Regions from separate parts of the Mus musculus genome. Here region 2 is linked to region 1. A link is a contact called in public HiChIP or PLAC-seq data. All regions are on one chromosome and are shown on one strand. The core of a region is the stretch at or near the end of the contact, and the rest is flanking DNA. Distances in the headings are between cores, read along the strand shown.

Region 1 (5,230 bases), core at 988-3,487:
GGTTTTTGTTTCCACGCACCCACATGGTAGCTCACAACCATTCATAACTCCAGTTCTAGGAATTCCATTTGACCTCTGTAGGCTCCAGGCACACATTTACATACAAGCAAAACACCCATACACACAAATTTTGAAATATAAAGAAAAACTGTATGAGAATAAGATAAACCTGTTAACCACTAAAGATTTCTCTAAGGAACAAAAGGACTACCAAAGAGTTCCTAAAATAGGCTTGATGACAAAGTTGGTAAACCTAACAAAAACTAGCATCTAGAACAAATGAGATGACTCAACAAATAAGGCTGCCAGCCCTAGCCTGCATGTACATACACATACACACAGCACATAAAATAGAATTTTAAAAACTTACTAGAAAGATTAGAGGGACTGGCTTGACAGCTCAGTAGTAAACAGTACTTTTGCTCTTTCAAATGACCAGCGTTCAATTCTGAGCACCTACCTGGTGTCAGAAACATCTGTAACCTAACTCCAGTTCTGAATCCAATGCCCTTCCCTGACCTTCGTGGGCAGCTGGTGCGGGCACACACACCGCCAGGGAAAACATTCACACACATACATTTTTAAAAAAATTAAAAAGAAAAAGGTCAAGCTTTTCTGCTCTCATCTACTCTCCAAGGGATCAAACAGTGCTAGGGTCATTATATTCTGCTCCCAAATAATCAATGATTTGATGGTACAGGTCTGTAATCCCAGCTAGTGAGGCACTCAGATCCTTAACTCAAGGCCGGCCTGAGTAATTTAGTGAGATCTTGCCTCAAATCGAGAAACAATCCGTCAATAAACCTGTTGCCTGATCTTTTCTCAACACACACTGCGTAACACAGTTCCCGAGGCTATTTTCACAAAGTAAAAAGAACGTTAAAGCGTTAGGAAACAGGATCCCTGTCACCGTGATTGGTGAGTCAGGGCTGTAATATCAACACGTGAGAGGCTGAGGTGGGAGGAGTGCCACACTCAAAACAAGAAAAAACATACGACACAAGTGTCATCATTCCTCCTAATAAAATAAAACCTCTTATGGTATGTCGGTCTTGTCCCATCTCCCGAGAAAAAGGATCTGGCAGTCTGGAAGGCTGCCTAATGCCCTAAAACCGGGACTCACAGCGACTGCGCCATCATTAGTCCTAATAACCACATTATTCCTTGTTTCTGTGTCGCAGTTGCAGAAACAGACATTTGGACCTAGTCCAATGGCCAAATCCGAGCGGCACTCACTGGGAGACGGCAGCCAGGGTTTGGGACAGCTTTTTCTACGGCAGAAGGGAGAGGGAGAGGGTAGGTCTGCCTCTGCCTCTGGGTCTCCCACCATCCCCTAAGGGCCTCGGGGGCGGGCCCAGATAGGCCGCACCACGCCCTCCACCGCCTGGCCCGGCCCCGAGGGAAGCCCCCGAAGCCCCACCCCGGGCGAGGGTCCGCCCCCAGCCTCCCGGGCCTCCTTCCTGTAGGGGAAGTGCGGCTGCTTTCGCGTCCCCAGCCCGCTCTGCTCCGCTTGGCTCGGCTGGGTCCCGCGGTTGCCGCGCAGCCGAACGGACGCACGCACGCCTCCGGGCTAAGGATACGGCCCGGTCCCCAGACTTGAGGGCTCGCGGGTGCGCACGCAGGCCGGGCCGAGCCGCCCCCCTCGGCCCCCGGGGCCCGGCGCACTCACCTCGCCACCAGTAGGTCTTGGACAGGTCGTGCCAGGTCTGGTGCCGGGTGTGGTGGGTGCCCCCGGGGCCCAAATGGGCCGCCTCGATGAGGCCCTGGCGACGCTCCGGCTGCAACACCACCTCCAGCTCGGCGAAGGTCTTGCGGTGCCGCTGCCGCCGCTGGTAGTAGAGGGTCCCGCCGCGCACGACGTAGCAGGCGGCGGCCTTGCGGATCTTCCGCTTGACATTGCCCTCGGTGCCCGGCGCATAGGGCTCGCGTTCGTTCGTCAGGTAGCGCAGGATGGCCCGGTAGCTCTCCTCGCTTGACATAGCCGCCGGCAGCGCCCTCGGGGGCGCCTGTCAGTGGTAAGGAGAGGCAGACAGCGCCGCGGCTCGGGAGAGGGGCCGCGGCGACCCGGGGAGGAGCGAAGGCGACGCCTGTGGTGGGCGCTCTCTCTCTCCGAGGGCGCCCGCCTGCCCGCCCGCCGGCAGCGCGGAGGGGAAGAACCGACCACCTGGTAACCAGGGGGAACTGCACTTCGGCAGCGCGCGGGATCCGCTGGCGACTGACAAAATGGCTGCTGCACCACCGGAAGTGACGCGCGGGAGCGGGGCGGGGCCGCCACCCCGATTGGAGCGCGCTACGGCTCTGCGCTCCCAGGGAGCCGGCGGTGTGACGTCAACACTGCGGAGGACATGTTGGAAGAGGGAACGCGCTCTCTCGGGCAGATACGGGGGTCCTCAGCAGACATCTTAAGTCTTGGCAGGGCCCTCCCCCACCGCCCTCCCTTTCCTTTCCCACGCTCTCTGTAAAGCCACGTGTTTGAGCGGTTCGCTGTTTGTTTCCCTGAGACCCTCCCCGTAAACGGTAACTGAGTCAGTTGTTCTGTATACTCTGAGACTAGATATACCAGATACCGCCGAGTTTGAAACTGTAGCAATTGATTGCCACTGTCTGAGCCTCTGGGCCAAATACTGTCGCAGTATTACCGAGCATTAAGTGCTTCAGTGTTACGAATTTTCTCCAAACTACCTAAGTAATTTTCTAGAAACATCACCATGGTGACGACTATGCAGGTCCAGATTGCTTAGATGATTAAATAACATGCAGAAGTAACTCTCAATCCCGTTTCCTTGTAATGCCCGGACGCTTTGTGCTTATTCCTTGAAGCTAGAAGGTTCCAGGCTTCCCAACCCAATGACTTTAGTTAAAGAAGCTATTTTTCTTTATTTCTGCCTAGAAGACACACACATTATCTATGACGCTTTTAAACGTTTGTGGTACCACAGGTAAGGAGCAAGCAGGTGGCAGTGGGCTCAAGAAACCAGACAGTGGTTAGAGTGTTTCCATCGTCTATGAAGGAAATGAAGGGTAAAAATGGAGAGCATCTTTCTCCCAAGAGATTCAGATACAGGTTTGTACAGGGTGTGGCTTCATGACCTTTGTACTTTAAAAAAAAAAACCGCTAACGGGATATTTGAATCAAATCTTGAGAATACACATAAAAAGAATGTTGCCAATACAATTAAGATCCATCTAAGCATTTGCAGGTAACAGGAACTGTTACAGCCAGGCGTGGTGGCGCACTGGGAGGCAGAGGCAGGTGGATTTCTGAGTCCCGAGCCAGCCTGGTCTACAAAGTGAGTTCCAGGACAGTGAGCTCTAATATACGGAGAAACCCTGTCTCGAAAAACCCAAACAAACAAAAAAAAAAAAAAGAGAGAGAGAGAAAACCCAGGAACTGTTACTGGTCTTTTGGTTTTTTTTTTTCCCTTTAATCAGACTTTCCTAAGAAAAGCTAAACTTTAAACTTGTGTCCTTGCAAAGGCCTACATTCCATGTACTAATTTTTTTACACAAGCTAATGGTTGTTTGGGAAAAAGATCTTGTTACTAGGCTAGTCATACCCTCATACCTCAGATACTTTTAATATTTTATTTTCTACATGTGAGTGCATGGTCACGGTCTTCAGACACCAGAAGAGGGCTCCCAAAACAGATGGTTGTGAGCCACCATGTGGTTGCTGGGAATTTGGAACTAAGGACTTCTGTTAGAGCAGTCAGTGGTGCTCTTAACCTGATTTCATCATACAGCCAAGATGACCATGCACTTCTGAGGTCTCCAGTTTACGAGCAGACCCTAGAATACTCAATCCCACTTGAAAGAAAACTCAAAATGTTATATGGCTGTATAACTCTTAGCCCAGAAAACAATATCTAAGCAATATTACAACTGTAATCAAAGCACTCTAATAGAAAGATACAGAGTTTAAGGCCAGAATAGGCCAGAATGTCTCTTATCCTTTCCTTAAAAAGGGGGGGGGGGGGGGTGGTGGTGCAGTGGCACCATGCTTTTAATCTCATTACCCAGAAGGTCGAGGCTGGTTAATTTCTTGAGGATTTTAGGCCACAGTGACAGTGAAATCTAGTTTCAACAGGAAAATGTCCAGCAGCATGTGTAGGTGCGCTCCTATATAAGATACTGACAGGTGGCAAGACCATCTTGAGGCTCCAGGCCTTGAGTCTTAAACCATGAGACAGCAGTGGTCTTCACTGAGGTCTTCATGGGGGAACAGATTGAATAGTTCTAAACTAACTGCTAATGGTGATGTACTACGTGATGAGTTAAGCAGTTACAGGGAACCAAGGCGGGCCTTCAACTCTTTTCATGTCTCCTATTCCAAACATGGCTCACAACCATATCACTTTGTTTGCCATCTCTTCAACTGACATATTAGGAGGCATTGTAGCTGAGATGTCCTGGAACTCAAGATCTGCCTCCTGAGTGCTAGATTAAGTGTGTGTGCCACCACACAAATGAGAAATTAACATTTTTAGCTGGAGGTTGGACCTAGGAACTCAAGTCAAGGAAAGCATGCAGTCTGTGGCTAAAATGCCCCGCCCCAAGTAAGAATTCATGCTTTTGATGAGGAAAAAAAAATCAATCAGCACCACCTAGAGTTAAAGATAGAGCTTTATTTCCAACTCTGCTCTACCACACTAGCGTTTCCCACCAACTCTGGGGGCAGAGACCTTCACAGGCTTCACAATCTTTTGTTTAGGTGCTGCCTTTGTGGGGGCCTGCAAAAAAAAAAAAAAAAAAGTCACATCACTTATTCAATGCGACTGTCACCTTGCCCTTACTGTTAAGTCTTTACATACCTTCCACTGTCTTAATTTAACTGTGTTAATAAATGTCAAAGTAACTCATTTTTAAAGTTCACTTCCACCATATAATATTGTTACAGATTGGACAGTTAGATACAACGTGGGATCCTGTTTGGGGTTTCTGAAGGACATCTAGGCTAGATTTGATCCTGTCTCCACTCTTCAAGTGCTGGGACTAGGGGCTCACTCTACTTTGCACAGTCATTTAAGAATGATGTATTTTGATTTGGGGCAAGGCACCACAGCACTTGTAGATCATAGACAACTGTGGGAATCAGCTCTGCTCCTACCGTATTGTTCTTGAAGATCAAACTTCGGATACCAGGCAACAGGTGCCTTTACCTGCTGAGCCAACTTGTTGGCCCAGAACTTTTTTAAATCTTTATTCCCCTTGCAGGGGCAGAGGTAGAGTG
Region 2 (5,230 bases), core at 1,927-4,426, 120 kb before region 1:
GTGAGACAGGATCTGAGAGTCAGGCAAACAGCCAAGAAACTGCAGTTTGCGTCTAGCATGTAGTTTTCAGATCCTTTTTGTCCACCCACCTCTCTCCTCTCCACATTTCCCTACTGTTTAGATGACCAACTCAATTTAGTGGGCCAGGTTGGCCCTGCTCTGTTCTTATTCTACATCCCTGGTTTAACTTTTGTTTGTTTTTCCTGTTTATACTTTCTGTAGCATTTTCTTCTCCCAAAGAACATGGTCTGGCCTGGGTTTGAGGTCTCTGTCTCTCGGCCTCCTAAAGGTACTGTACAATATCTAACTGCACATGTTTTTACCTTTTTTATTCCAGTCTTCCCTTAGAAGACTGCTCCTGCATCTACCCTTCCCCATTTTGGGATCCTACTATTCCCTTCTATTTGTGATTTTTTTCCCTACACTTTTACCAACCCAAAACCCTGGTTTTGTTTTGTTTTGTTTTTTTCTTTCCTTTCTACTCATACAGTAACTAATACATTTGAAAACAAAAAAACTATCAGTGTCTCTGTACTTCCTAAGGCACTAAGAAGTGACTGTTTTTTACTTTACTATTACTGTATTCTCATAGTGGATCTATACCCTCCTGGGTGGTAACTACTTTTATAGACTATATTCAGTTCACTGGGGATTGAGCCTGGTGTTTTCAACAGCAGTCTCCAATTAAGAATAAGAATATTTACTCTGCCCTAATGTATCTTAGAAGTATGTAACTTGGTTTGATTTAACAGGAGTTTGTCTTGAGTCTCAGAAGAAACTTTGAATTCAGATTTCTGAACAATGCTGAAGCTTTTACTACTGTGGGAAGTCAAAGAGATGGACATGAGCCACTGGAGGCAGGGGTAGAATGTTATGATAAAAGACATGTTGTTAGGTATCAAATCAGCAAGGAATGGACTTGCAATGGTTAATTTCGAATGTCATGTGGATTAGATTGGAAGGGACCTAGGATAATTAGTAAGGCAAACTTGGGCATACCTAGGAGGGCTTTCCAGAGACAATCATGAGAACTCTAACCTAGTTAACTGTTTGTTCCACTGATGGATGTGAATTTTGAATAAACTATTCTGAGGTGGGAGAACTGTAGGGGGAAGGAGGCACTGAGTGTATGTACTTGGAGATGTCTCTTGGCTTTGCCTTCTTGCTGCTGTTCTTCTTTGCCACATACTCATAAACTATGATCATCTGTCTTACCACAAATGCAGAATCAAGGGACTGTCATAGTTAGGGGTTCCATTGCTGAGAAGAGACATCATGACCAAGGCAACTCTTATAAGGGACACTTAATTGGGGCTCTCAGGCCCTCATCTCCCACCACCCTCTGAATTGAGCACAGGGTCTCCCTCACACAGGTTAGGCTAGTGCTCTAACACTTGGTGATGTCACCAGTGCATTCTTACCTTTTTATTATAACACAGAGTCTATGTTGTCCATACTGGTCTTGAACTCATGCTCTAGTCCAGGCTGGCCCTAAGCTTGTATCCTTGTGCCTCAATTTATCTATACTATGAAAGACTATCAACAGGTTCATAAACTGCTATGATGACAACAATATATATTTTCTACAGTTTCCTTTATCAGTAGCTTACAAAAGTATTCTATCGGGAAATTTAATAAATCTTCTAAGTATGCATGATCTAATAATTATAAGTTTTACTTCATTGTTACTGTTCTTCATCTTGTTTAAAGAGGAAATACTAAACTCTTTATTAAAATAATAACTTTCTAACCACGGACTGATATCCAACCCTGGTGTGTCCTAAATTCCTTCTGAAAATAATTGTTTGAATCTCCAGATACTGAGTTTACTATATCCGTAATTTGTGGATACTATGACTGTATCAAGTAAGAGTTGCTGAATAATGTACCTTTTAAGACACTGATGACATCAGCCATCATTGGGAAGAGAGGCCCCTTGGTCTTGCAAACTTTATATACCCCAGTACAGGGGAACACTAGGGCCAAGAAGTGAGAGTGGGTGGGTAGGGAAGCAGGGCAGAGGGAGGGTATAGGCGACTTTTGGGATAGCATTTGAAATGTAAGTGAAGAAAATATCTAATAAAAAAAAATTGAAAAAGAAAAAAAGACACTGATGACAGCTGGGCAGTGGTGGCACATATGTTTAATCCCAGCACTTGGGAAGCAGAGGCAGGCGGATTTCTAAGTTCAAGGCCAGCCTGGTCTACAAAGTGATTTCCAGGACAGCCAGGGCTGTACAGAGAAACCCTGTCTCAAAAAAAAAAAAAAAAAAAAAAAACACCGATGACAAATATGAATCAAGAAGTATTATCAGTCTATAATTCTTACCCTGTCAGCCAAAGCTTATCAAGATGTACCAAATACATAAAAACAATTAGTAAAGAAAATTATAATCACAAAAAAAAAGCAATCTTAGAGGACACTGAGTTCAGACCCTTCTATTTTAAACATGTTAACTGAGAGCCAACAAGCATCAAATAATCACTCCTGGTCACGCTGTCTATGCACTGTATAAACCCATTCTATGTCACACATAAATACCTAGCTTACCTTTTTGGTAATCCCTTAGGAGGACACCCACGGGCAGCTTTTGGTTTTTTGTGGTCTAGACAGATGACTTTATTTCTTAGGCTTCTTGTCCACTAAGGAAAAAAAATTGATAATAAATATAATAATACGACTAAAGGCACTTGTATTTTTACTTATATATCCAAGACAATCAGTCAAATTCTCTTTTCTTTATTAACGTATATCTTATGTGTAGAGTGTTTGTCTATATATATGTCTGTGCATCACATAAGTGCCCAGCCACATGGGGGGAGGGCATGTTTTGAAACATTTCTTAAACAAGGAAAGAGATTCTGAAACATGCTACAACATGAACAAGTCTTGGCATTAATCTAAGTGAAATAAAGCAGCAATAAAAAGATAAACTGAACAGTTCCGTTTGAATCCTGGAGGAGGCAATCTTAGAGACAGTGGGTGAGGCTAGGGCAGGGAGACAACAGGGAAGTAGTATTACAATCTTTCACTTTTTAGGATGGGATGTCTTGATAGCTACATAACAACAAAAATGTATGAAATGTCACCAAACTCTTAGATTATTAAGGGGTCATGAAAAATGGTGGTCACTGTGACTTTGGGGTTGTCCTGCTCATCTAGGACTTTAAGATGGTAACCTCAGCAGCCAGTTCTGCTGACTCAGTCCACAGCTATGTTCCAACAGGAACCAGTTCTGCTGACTCAGTCCACAGCTATGTTCCAACAGGAACCAGTTCTGCTGACTCAGTCCACAGCTATGTTCCAACAGGAACCAGTTCTGCTGACTCAGTCCACAGCTATGTTCCAACAGGAACCAGTTCTGCTGACTCAGTCCACAGCTATGTTCCAACAGGAACCAGTTCTGCTGACTCAGTCCACAGCTATGTTCCAACAGGAACCAGTTCTGCTGACTCAGTCCACAGCTATGTTCCAACAGGAACCAGTTCTGCTGACTCAGTCCACAGCTATGTTCCAACAGGAACCAGAAAATGTTTTACAACTTCTACCCAAATACAAAACAGAGAAGCTATTTTTGGAATGACCCAGCAAAGCAGGATTGGTAATTCCTCAGGAACGACACTCCCTGTCCATCTGGCCTATCCAAGCTGGTATATTTGATTCCCATGCTCCCTCTAAAGGTAATGCTCAAATGTCATTTCTTTCAAAGAAAAGACTGACACACAGAGAACCAAACAAAGAATATGGCATCAAACTGCCAATGTGAAAAATAAAAGAATTTATGCTAATTTTAAAACAAAGGGTTTCTCTGAAGAGCCTAAGGATATCTTCACCAAAGCTTTCACCTTTGTCTCAATAATTTAGACAATGACCAGCTTCATACCTTGGTAATAGAACACTGTTTTCAGGGCATGGTCTTGGACTTGAAGCACATAATTCTCCACTAGAACTTTGTAGGATCTTTCAAGCCAGCCCAGGTGGTTCAGACTGATGCTCATGTCTGGTGAACCAAAGCAATGTACATGGCCAAATCACCACACAGCTGCACATGAGCAAACTCTGGCCATCTATGATCCATTGGCTGGCTGACATATGGATAAGAAGATGTATGTTGTGCTTGAATCTGATGAGCCATATGGGAGCTGGGGAATGCATGTCATGCCTGTGTCTCCATGGGCAACCCCCTCAGTACCCTATCCTCAAGACATTGTTGACTCCTGGTCCTCAGCTGAAACCATGGAGGATTATGAAGAAAGACAAGAAGAGGCTTCTGCTAGTTGATGCTAAAAATGACTCCTGAGGGGTAGCAGTCAGGTGATGTGGCCTCTAGAAGCTATAAAGCTACCCATACCCTGTAGCCCTCACTTCCTCTCCCTGCCCTACATGGATCTTTTCAATCAGGCCTACCGTCACAATCATGGCTGATGTCTAGGACCAAGTGGTGACTGGGATGGACCAGCCATGAGCCACTTTTAAAATCATCTGCTTAGCTTATGAGTCTAACTAAAAAGCAGTTATATATGAGAACAAACATTTGATTCCAGGGTCTTTCACTGTACAAACTGTGGGAGCAGACTGACAGCATTCATTTTTCTAATCATGGAGCGGGGAATAGAGTTTAAAATGAAACACTATCAAAGTATTAACCAAAAAACAAGGGACTAAGGGCTAGAGAGACAGGGCAGTGATTAAATGAATTTGCCAACAAGCCTTTAGACCTAAGTTCAATCTCCCAAATGGTAGGAGAGAACTGACTGCCACAAGTTTTCCTCTGATATTTCTACAAGCCTGCTGTAGCACATGCACCCACACATATACAAATACACAGAGTGCATGCAACCATACACACACAATATACAAAACATGTCTATTCAAGATCCATGAGACACTGAAAAGATAAAATCTACAAATAATTGGCATAGCAGAATTTCAAACTAATAGCATAGAAACATTTTTAAAATAAAATCATAGTAGAAATGAAGTTAGATATAGGGGGAAGTGGCTATGTAGGTAGAAACAGCATTACAACACAACACAGACAGGAACAGAGATATCAAAATTATAGTCACAATATTTCACATATAGAATAAAAAATATTGAAAACTGCAAGAGAAAAAAATACCAAGACACTCAGAAAATAATACCAACACCAACAAATGGGATATCATGAAATTAAAACACTTCTGTGAAGTCAAGGAATATTTTTTTTTTGGAGAGTTTCACATGTGAC

Evidence for each region. HiChIP or PLAC-seq counts read pairs in DNA pulled down with a chosen protein or histone mark.
Region 2: a contact with region 1 is called in an H3K27ac HiChIP or PLAC-seq map of trophoblast stem cells, with 15 read pairs. The contact joins the enhancer-like site here to the promoter of Zbtb11 in region 1. A contact is called at or near these places in 7 of 39 promoter capture datasets (the C10 cell line, the HPC-7 cell line, embryonic stem cells and 4 more), 1 of 484 Hi-C or Micro-C datasets (embryonic fibroblasts), 15 of 115 datasets of contacts at active chromatin or transcription factors (the 230-238 cell line, the HPC-7 cell line, the SCID.adh cell line and 9 more) and 3 of 9 other capture datasets (adipose tissue, liver and pancreatic islet).

The regions. Positions count from the first base shown.
Region 1 is chr16:55,970,811-55,976,040 of GRCm38.p6, reverse strand. Zbtb11 (zinc finger and BTB domain containing 11) reads right to left here and starts at 2,237. Exons shown (of 11, transcript NM_173026.2): 1 at 1,670-2,237. The coding sequence starts at 1,979. Zbtb11os1 (zinc finger and BTB domain containing 11, opposite strand 1) reads left to right here and starts at 1,424. Exons shown (of 1, transcript NR_027965.1): 1 at 1,424-2,773. Rpl24 (ribosomal protein L24) reads right to left here. Exons shown (of 6, transcript NM_024218.4): 6 at 4,604-4,730. The coding sequence ends at 4,650.
Region 2 is chr16:56,094,752-56,099,981 of GRCm38.p6, reverse strand. It overlaps Senp7 (SUMO1/sentrin specific peptidase 7), which reads right to left. Exons shown (of 24, transcript NM_025483.4): 4 at 2,551-2,642. It also overlaps the pseudogene Gm18723. Among named protein-coding and RNA genes, the nearest start is that of Senp7, 22 kb to the right of the region's middle. Within about 2 kb of position 3,176, at least 19 of the 459 cell types and tissues checked have an H3K27ac peak or open chromatin away from gene starts, as enhancers often do. A contact at or near this core is called in trophoblast stem cells, where this site is marked.